Regions from separate parts of the Mus musculus genome. Here region 1 is linked to region 2. The links are chromatin contacts, called in public Micro-C maps. All regions are on one chromosome and are shown on one strand. The core of a region is the stretch at or near the end of the contact, and the rest is flanking DNA. Distances in the headings are between cores, read along the strand shown.

What was found. Hi-C and Micro-C count contacts between places; a contact is called where the count stands out from the background.
Region 1: a Micro-C map of trophoblast stem cells shows a contact between it and region 2, with 3 times the contacts expected there. The contact joins the enhancer-like site here to the promoter of Nup62cl in region 2. A contact is called at or near these places in 3 of 484 Hi-C or Micro-C datasets (embryonic stem cells, frontal cortex and trophoblast stem cells) and 1 of 9 other capture datasets (adipose tissue).

What each region holds. Positions count from the first base shown.
Region 1 is chrX:140,162,763-140,166,925 of GRCm38.p6, forward strand. No RefSeq gene overlaps it. Among named protein-coding and RNA genes, the nearest start is that of Gm39537, 26 kb to the left of the region's middle. Within about 2 kb of position 2,294, at least 3 of the 459 cell types and tissues checked have an H3K27ac peak or open chromatin away from gene starts, as enhancers often do. A contact at or near this core is called in trophoblast stem cells, where this site is marked.
Region 2 is chrX:140,060,608-140,065,272 of GRCm38.p6, forward strand. It overlaps Nup62cl (nucleoporin 62 C-terminal like), which reads right to left and starts at 1,961. Exons shown (of 9, transcript NM_001081668.1): 1 at 1,806-1,961. It overlaps Dnaaf6b (dynein axonemal assembly factor 6B), which reads left to right and starts at 2,272. Exons shown (of 7, transcript NM_177921.3): 1 at 2,272-2,353.

The DNA of each region.
Region 1 (4,163 bases), core at 1,044-3,543, 100 kb after region 2:
GTGAAAGAAGCAGGAAGAGAGCAGGGAGAGAACGTAATGGGAACAACAGGGTTATAAGGATAATGAGTAGCCAGGGGGGAAGGAAGTCTGTGTGCAGGAGGAAGTTTAGGATAAGAAAAGAGGTGAGAAGGTAAAGGCCATATTGTGGGACAGGAAAGATGGCTCCACAGTTAGGAACATTGGCAGCTCTCGGAGATGACCCAGGCTCAATTCCCAGCACCCCTACAACAGCTCACAAACATCTGTAGATCCAGTTTAAGGAGACCCAGTGTATGTGCATGTGTGTGCAGGGCCCATGGAGACCAGAGGCACCAGCTCCCCTGAAATTAGAGTTAAACTGGTTGTGAGCCTCCTAACATGGGTGCTGGAACTTGAGCTAGGGCTAGTCTACAAGAACGGTATGTAATTTTATTTGCCAGGATATCTCTCCAGTCCCTGATATTATACCTTATACTCAAGGAAAGAGATTCAGAGCTTACGGTATCCTATGGCCTCAGAGGGTCAGGCCAAGGCTTGAACTCAGGCCCATACAGCTAAAGCTTACACTCTTCACTATGTACTATTTTAAACCACTAAATGCTAATAAAAGCAAACATCTGGATTCATTACAAAAAAAAAAAAAAAAAAAAAAGGAGACCCAGTGTCTTCTGCTGGCCTCCATGGGCAACACACACACACACACACATGCACAGGCAAAACACTCATGCACATACAATACAATTTAAGAAATTAAATCCATGATGTGAGATTCATGATTTCCTCTTGTCAATTTAAAAACAAAACAATCAAGGCTTCTGCAGAAGCTGGCCTATTTGCTAAGGAAGATGGAATCTGGAGTAAGAGGTGGCCGGTAAAAGCCTGGGGTTTTCTACTCTGTTAGAACCAGGAAGTGTTTCTGCAGCATATGTATGAGCCCTGGAGAATCTCTGCTGGCCTGTGTCCTGAAGTCAAGCTGTAGGCATCAACGCCAGCTTCCCCCTGCTCCAGGGCCTTGGCTACTCTGAACCATCTACTGCCAGTTACAGCTTTCCATTCCCAAGGTCAAAAGCTAAGGAAGCTGCCCCCTAAAGCCAACACAAATGTTGGCATTCCTAAGCTAAGCACCATGCTGTGGGCAAGTTCTTCTTATCCTGTACTGACCCATTCTCTAAGGTCCTGTGTCCTATAGGAGTGGACATCCTGAAACCTGGGCGGTATCAGACTGGGAGATCAGACTAGGCTGGGTGGAAAGGTCGTAAGTTCCTGTCCGGGCTTCTTCCCTGAAATAGCCTGTGAGCTTGGGGACTTATCCCAGACTGTGTTCCCAGGAAAGCGGGCTAAGCCAGAGCTTTGTGGGTAGGAGACTGCAAGAAGTCAAGCTGTGAATGGACAGTCTCTGAATTGAGGGCCAATTTCTCCCTCTAGCCTCATCCTTCCTTACCTTGGCTACTAGAAGATTCTGTTCCCGTGACCTTTGTTGCTGAAATCCCCCTTCCTTTCCCCTGTTCTTGTGAGCAGGGCATGTCTTTTGTGCACTTAGGAGCAGCTGTGGGGAGAAAGGCTTTGGAGCCAGCTCTGATCTGGAATCCAGATCTAGCTTTGATAAACAGTGTGGCAATGGGCAGGTGACTGACTGAAACTCCCGGAGGCTGTCACAAGAGATGCAGTAATTGGTGTCTGTACCCAACTGGGTTGGTGGGAGAAGCAAATGGGGTAACTCTGGGGGAATGCCCCCCCCGCCCAAAAAGTTTCATAGAACTCAGTGAATGAGTACCACATGTAGGAAAACAGGAAGAACGTCTTCTTCCTACAGGAGGAGAGGATGATAGGAGAAACTGAGGCACTAATCACCCCTGGAGCCTCAGAGTCCTGGAGTCTCTGGAGTCCCTTAGAACTCAGCGAAAGGGAAAACAGAGCCTGAGGGAGGGACACCTGGGAGAGTTAAGAGGAGACATGACCCCGAGCCATGTGAGGCGGACAGGGAGCTAGACATATAGGCACCAGGTGCAGGGGCCCTGATGAGAAAAAGTAAAAAAAAAAAAAAGAGTCAGGTTACCAAAACGGCTAGGAAAGAGTCTACTGGGGCAGGACAACCCAACCAGGTTAGGGAGGAGGGCAGGGTGAAGGAACTCTAGCCAGTCCAAGCACGGCAACATGGCTCTGACAGGCCTTGTCCTTCCTTATTCCCTCTGCCTTGCTAAAAAGAAAAAAGGAAAAAAAAAAACTGTTAGATTACACTTCTAAAGCTAGCCACAGAGGATCATTACATTCTTTGGCCACTTCCTCCTCCTGAGGCTGACTACCAAGGTCCAGCAAGCAAAAGCGGGCCATTACCTCACCTAATTAGCCTGTCCAATCAAAATGAAACACCTCATCCTAACATGGGGTTTCCCCTTTTACCTTTATAAATGGCTATTTTCCTATGGGCCAGATCTGTCTCCTCTCTACCCAGAGGCAGTCCTTTGTCCTTCCCTTCCCTGTCTCCCTTGACCCTTTTCTCCCCCTCCCTGTTGCCTTACCTTTCTTCCTCTTCCTCTACTTCCTGTCTTTGTCTCTTATGCCTGCCCTCTGTCCCTGCGGGGCAAATAGTGCTCCTTTGTGCTGAACGCGGTCTTGGGGTGTCTTGTGCCTACTCTGAGAGTTTCTAGTATACCAGTCATACCCTGTAAATAGGTAGAGACTGAGGGTTACAGGGAGAACCTGGCAGCCAGGTCCACTCTGATACGTTAAATAGGCACCTCAGTTAGCCTTTGTCCCAGGTTTGAGACCTAACTCTCAGTAACTCTTAGTTCCCTTCTCCTCTGAACCCAAACTACCCAATCCAAACAGTGGTTTGAAACCTAGTTTGCAATGAAGAAATGTTGTACATAAATTGGTATAGTTCTTGCAAACTCATAACTCTAGAAAAATGTGACCCATGACAATGAAATCCTCAGTATATATTTAAACTTCCCCTGTTCTGCCGGTCTCTCACTGTCACAGGCCCCTCAGTCTTAAGGACACAGATTACTTCGTAGCCCCTTCTGTCAAGAAGTCAGTGTCGCTTGGGCTTTTCAAAGATGTGCATTCTCAGCCACCACATGGGGCCATCAGCCTGAGAGTTACTGTAGGTAGTTCTCAACTGCTACAGCTCTGGAACTCAGGGCTCATCATGGGCCACTGGTTCCAGGGAAGATGAGTGCCACAGTTTCCTTCACCACTCTCTCCTCATGTGGGAAGAACGAGGCATGACAGCAAGAATTAGAAAAACTCCACAAAGAGCAAGGCTTTTGTCACAAGGCCCAACTTGGGTTAACTTGTACTCTATAACTACTGAGACCCAGGAGTGGGCCGCTGAGCCCTGTCTGTAGCTGGCTGGAACCTCCTTGTGTGATGCAATCCTTGCCTCTGCACGAGTTCCCCTGGGTCCAGAGTCCCTTGACTTTCCTGTCTCTTCAGTACAGCCCCTAAGGCTGAGAGTCTCAACTTGTTTACACTAGTCTAACAGCACCTGCACCACCTGGGGAAGTATGTCACAAATGTACATTCTCAGAACCTCCCCACACCACTTCATGTGATTCCTGATAAGGGTCCCAAGTTCAGGACTGGACACGGGCTCTAGTTGCATAAATCACTTTACAAACACAGGGTGGATATGATTTGCTTGCTTTGGGGGGAAACAGGGAGGACATTTGAGACAGTGTCTCACATGGCTCCAAGATGGCTTGGAGCTTGCTATACAACTAAGGATGACCCCAAACTCCGGATCCCCCTGCCTCTAGCTCCCAGGAGCTAGAACTACAGTTAGTAGTATCAACATGCCAGGCTGTAATTTGCTTCTTCATCTTCACATTTTCTGGTAATTTATAGCCTACTACACAGAAGAAATCATGGAAGATGCAAACACACTGATGGAGAGGGTTTCTAATGCCACAGTTCCTAATTAGAAGGCAATGCGTTCCCACTTTATTTCAAATTTATGTCCTGACCGGTGATTTTGAATCAGGCCAGTGGCTGATCTAGCTTGATTTGTACTTAATGCTTATTTCTCCAGTGGCTTGTTGCTACTGGAAAAAGCTTTGGCATTCCAAACAGAACATTTGGGATATAATATAAATAAACACTTTGAACAGAGATTTAAAGTAGTTTTATTACAGCCATTGACTTGGCATGTTTTACAGCTTTGATTTCAATTCTGGCTGTGA
Region 2 (4,665 bases), core at 711-3,210:
TAAAGGGAATTATGGCATTGCTTATTTGGCTAAAAATCAATAATTTAAGTACCCTACTCCCATATTTTTGTTTATCTTGCATAATAGCAAGCAGAATAATAAATTACTAAAACTTCATTATCACTTCCCCTTTGCCATATGCCGTGAAGTTGTGAAAAGCACAGTACCCGAGACAAGGGCAGTAGTTCAGGACCTTCGTAATCGAATTCCACTCCCTGGGTAACAAAAAAATATTATTAAAACCATCCTATGTCTCCTAGCTTACACCTGGTATCAGATAGCCAAGTTAATTTTACACCATTTTTTTCCCTACCTTTCTCCTTTGCAAATCAAGCAATTCGTGGGAAACTCCTCTAACATGAAGATACTTCCCTATCAGCGACTAAGGGTACGCACACCTAGACTTCCCTACTCTGGAGCAGGAGAAATCTGGGCACTCTGCCCAAAGACTTTCCTGGGACTTAGGAAGCACGGTGGCCTCCTCCGCAGGAGCATCTTACCGGCTGATCCCTCTGCTTTCCCCGGGGCTCCGGGACAGACGGACAGGCTTTTTCCCGGACTCTGGGACGGACCTGCTCTCCGCCCCATCCCCCACCCCGGGCCTTCCGGACGGACCCTTTTCCCCCACCTCCGGGTTCCCGTATGGACCCGCTTTCGCCTTGGCCTCCCAGACGGACCCGCTCTCCCCTCGGGCTCCGAGACGGACCCGCTTTCCCCCCGGACTCCGGGACTGATCCAGGATCTGCTCTCCCCAGGCTCCTGGACGAACCCGCTTCCCACCCCGGGCTCCGGGTCGGACCCCGGACCCGTTTTCCGCCCGGGGTCCCGGACGGACCCGCTTTCCCCCCGGGCTCCGGATCGGACCCCGGACCTACTCTCCCCGGGCTCCCGGACCGACCCGGTTTTCCCCCAGGCTCCCGGACGGACCCCAGACCCGCTTTCCGCTGGGGTCCCGGACGGACCCGCTTTCTCCCCGGGCTCCGGGACGGACCCCGGAACTGCTTTCCTCCGGGGGCCCGGACGGACCCGCTTTCCCCGCCGGGCTCCGGAACGAACCCTGGACCGGCTCTCCCCGAGGTCCCGGACGGAGCCGCTTTCCCCCGCGGGCTCCTGGATAGACCCACTCTCTCCCCCGGGGCTACCAGACGGACCCCGGACCCGCTCTCCTATGGGCTCCGGGACGGACTACGGACCCGCTCTCTCCCGGGCTCCCGGACGGACCCGCTCTCCCCCGGGCTCCCGGACGGACCCGCTCTCCCCCGGGCTCCCGGACGGACCCGCTCTCCCCCGGGCTCCCGGACGGACCCGCTCTCCCCCGGGCTCCCGGACGGACCCGCTCTCCCCCGGGCTCCCGGACGGACCCGCTCTCCCCCGGGCTCCCGGACGGACCCGCTCTCCCCCGGGCTCCCGGACGGACCCGCTCTCCCCCGGGCTCCCGGACGGACCCGCTCTCCCCCGGGCTCCCGGACGGACCCGCTTTCCCCCACCCCCCACCCTGGGCTCCGAGACGGCCACGCTTTCTCCCCGGCCTCCCGGACGGACCTGCTCTTCCCCACGGCCTCCCGGAACGACCCGCTTTTTCCCCCAGCCTCCCGGAGGGACAGGCTTTCCCCCATACGGAATAAAAAGCGCAATCCCACCGCAAGCGCCCAGGGCTCCGCGACCTCCAAGGTACAGGCTCCGGTGGAACCAGTGCCTAGCAGGGACAGAGTCGGCACAACACGTGTTTCTGTCACGGGAGGGGGCGTGAAGAGTCGGAGCATCGCCGAGACCAAAGCTTTCCCATCCCCGCCCGTGAGTCCTACCCTTCCGCGTCCACTGCTCCGCTCCGGACCCGCTGAAGGTACTGAGTTCTCAGACCCGGAATTGGCGACCTGGTAAGGGTGGGGGGCGGCGCGGGAAAGCTCGCCGCGAAAAGCCTGCGGGACAAACGTTAAAGTCCTGCTCTTACCTCCGTGGCTGAACTCGCTCGCTGTCCCGTCTACAAAGTGAGGGCGGAGGCGGGGCGAGAGGCAGGTCCAAGAGAAGGGGGCGGACCCGGACTCGGGCGGAGAAGCAGCAAACTCCCAGGCGCCAGCAGCAACAGATCCTGCAGCCTAACCCGAGTCGACCTACTTAGCTGGAAAAGGGCGGCCGTGGAGGCCAAGCATGGGATTCCCCGGGATTGGTTGCTGCTGGTATTGTTTTAAAGGAGACGCTTCTATGATTGGCTAGCAGAGTCAAACGGGTCCTACAGGTGGAAAAAAAGCGGGTTCAACAAAGTTGTTACCCGGGCAACAGAGAGACGCACAGCGAGGGAGCAGCAGTCTATTTTCGTCCCCTAGGCTGTGAGCTGTGCGGAGCACCGACCAAGGTGAGGAAAACTGAAACTTAGGAGTGAAAACAGAGGAGGGTGCTCAATGCTGTGACTGTCAGAGGAACTAGGGAGAATTTAAAAATACTTTAGAGCTCAATGAGATAGCCCCCAAAAGCCCTATGTTGCTCAAAGTGGAGGCAAATGTTCTCAAAGTTCCTCCCACCCCCCTCAACCCCTGAAGCATGATGTTTCTAGAAAACTACAGAAGGGATGGGTGCTGAACCTCAAAATATTTCCCAATTTTCCTTTCTCAAATCTCACACATACTCAATGGGTCCCCAGTGAGACCCCCCCCCATTTTCATTAAAAAATTAATTTTTAGGTACGTCTGGTGTTCAAAGTTGAAAGACTCATTGTACCTTCCATTTTATGTGAAAAGCAGTATTATTTCAGGGCCAGCAGGTCTTGGATGGGAAATAGAGGAAGAGAGCACTCTGTAAAGTCTTTCAGACATGAAAAAATTAAAATAAAATTGCCCTCACCTCTCACTATGGAACAGTATATCCGTGGGAGGGGATTTCAGTAGCCTGAAAGTTCTGAGGTCATTGGTCATATCCTTAAGAGTGAAGACCAATGGTCACACTCATATTTACTGTACCTTAAAAATATTATTACTCAACCAAAGACTGATTAGGGGAGTATTTTGTCATTTGACTTTAACTTTGAAAACATACACAACTGGGATAAAAACCAAATCTGAGGGATGGGAAAGCACCGAGTTCGAGCTGAGAGATAAGGATTGTTAATCTTAAGAATTTTCCTGTCATAATAGGGATTCAGAACAGACTACAGAAGTAAACAAAACTGGCTTTTTTTTTAACCTTAGTCGTATACTTCAAGAACTGAAAGAAAAATTACCAGTTGACTCTTTTTTTATATAGGAGTGGAATACAAAACTAAGAAAAAAGTACTGCCAACTGTATTAAGTTTACCTGAAATGTGCTATATAGTACCCCATCCCATTTACAATTTAGGCTCCCCTAAACATAAGATCCTTCTGCCACAGCCCTCCCAAGTGCTAGGATTGCAGGCATACTACACAGCTTTTGATGACTCAGGACGAGTCCTATCAAAATAAAGTTTTGCATCTCAGAGTAAAAATTTAGTTTCTAGCTCATGTGAGACCAGCTCCTAGGGAGACTGACATGTGAGGTTCCTTTGAACCCAGGAGTTCAAGATCAGCCTGGCCGAGTTAGGAAGATCAAGTCTCAAAAACCAAAGCAAAGCAACACATCTTTAAAAGGATGGGAGAGACTCTGTGTTTTAAAATAAAGAAACTAGATAAAGTGCAGATGTAGGAATTATTAAACCAAGCAAGGCTTAGGATTTTTTTGTTTATTTGTTTGTTTTGAGACAGGGTTTCTCTGTATAGTCCTGGCTGTCCTGGAACTCACTTTGTAGACCAGGCTGGCATCGAACTCAGAAATCCACCTGCCTCTGCCTCCCCAGTGCTGGGATTAAAGGCATGTACCACCACGCCCAGCTGGCTCAGCCATTAAAGGCTAGGATCACAACCAAAAAAAAAAAAAAAAAAAAAGGCTCAGGTTTTTATCTTTAGGTCACATGCTGTCACTGGGCTCTATTCCTAAGCCCTCTTTTTCATTTTTTTTTTCATTTTTCATTTTGAGACAAGGGCTCACTAAGTTTCCCAGGCTGACCTTGACCTCTGTAGCCCAGACTTACCTGAATTGCATCAGCCTTCTGAGTAGCTGTACTTTATGTCTTGACTTGTATTTGTATATAAGATTCCAGGTACTGAAAAAAGAAATAAAACAATTTCCATTAACTACATTTTAACTTTGTGACAGAAACCTTGTTAAGCTCCCATGTTTATGAATATTTTTATGGTAGTAAATGTTAAAAATATAAAAAAAGAAACTATTCTTGAATACTTTAAAGCTATAACACTTATTTCCTGTTGGACCTAGATCCTTTGGCATGCTTAAGAACACAACTATTGAAAACTACATCCCCAGTCCATAATGAAATTAGTTTTAATAGGCAAAGAATTACTGATGAGTATAGTTGTCAAGAAATTATGTCCGTCTGCCTGGGGGTCTATGTATGTATAGGAATGCAGCTGCTCATGGAGGCCCAAGCTGCTGGATCACAGGCATTTCCAAGCTGTCTGATGAGGGTGCTGGGAACTAGAGCCTTCTGCAAGAGCAGTAGGCACTCTTAACCATGGAGCCATTCTATCAGTTCCCTCCTCCTCGCCCTTTCCTACCCCAATAATTTTATAATGGTAGGAATAGTTAGTGTACTATAATAGAACACTTACTTACAATCATAAGGGCCCAGATGCAATC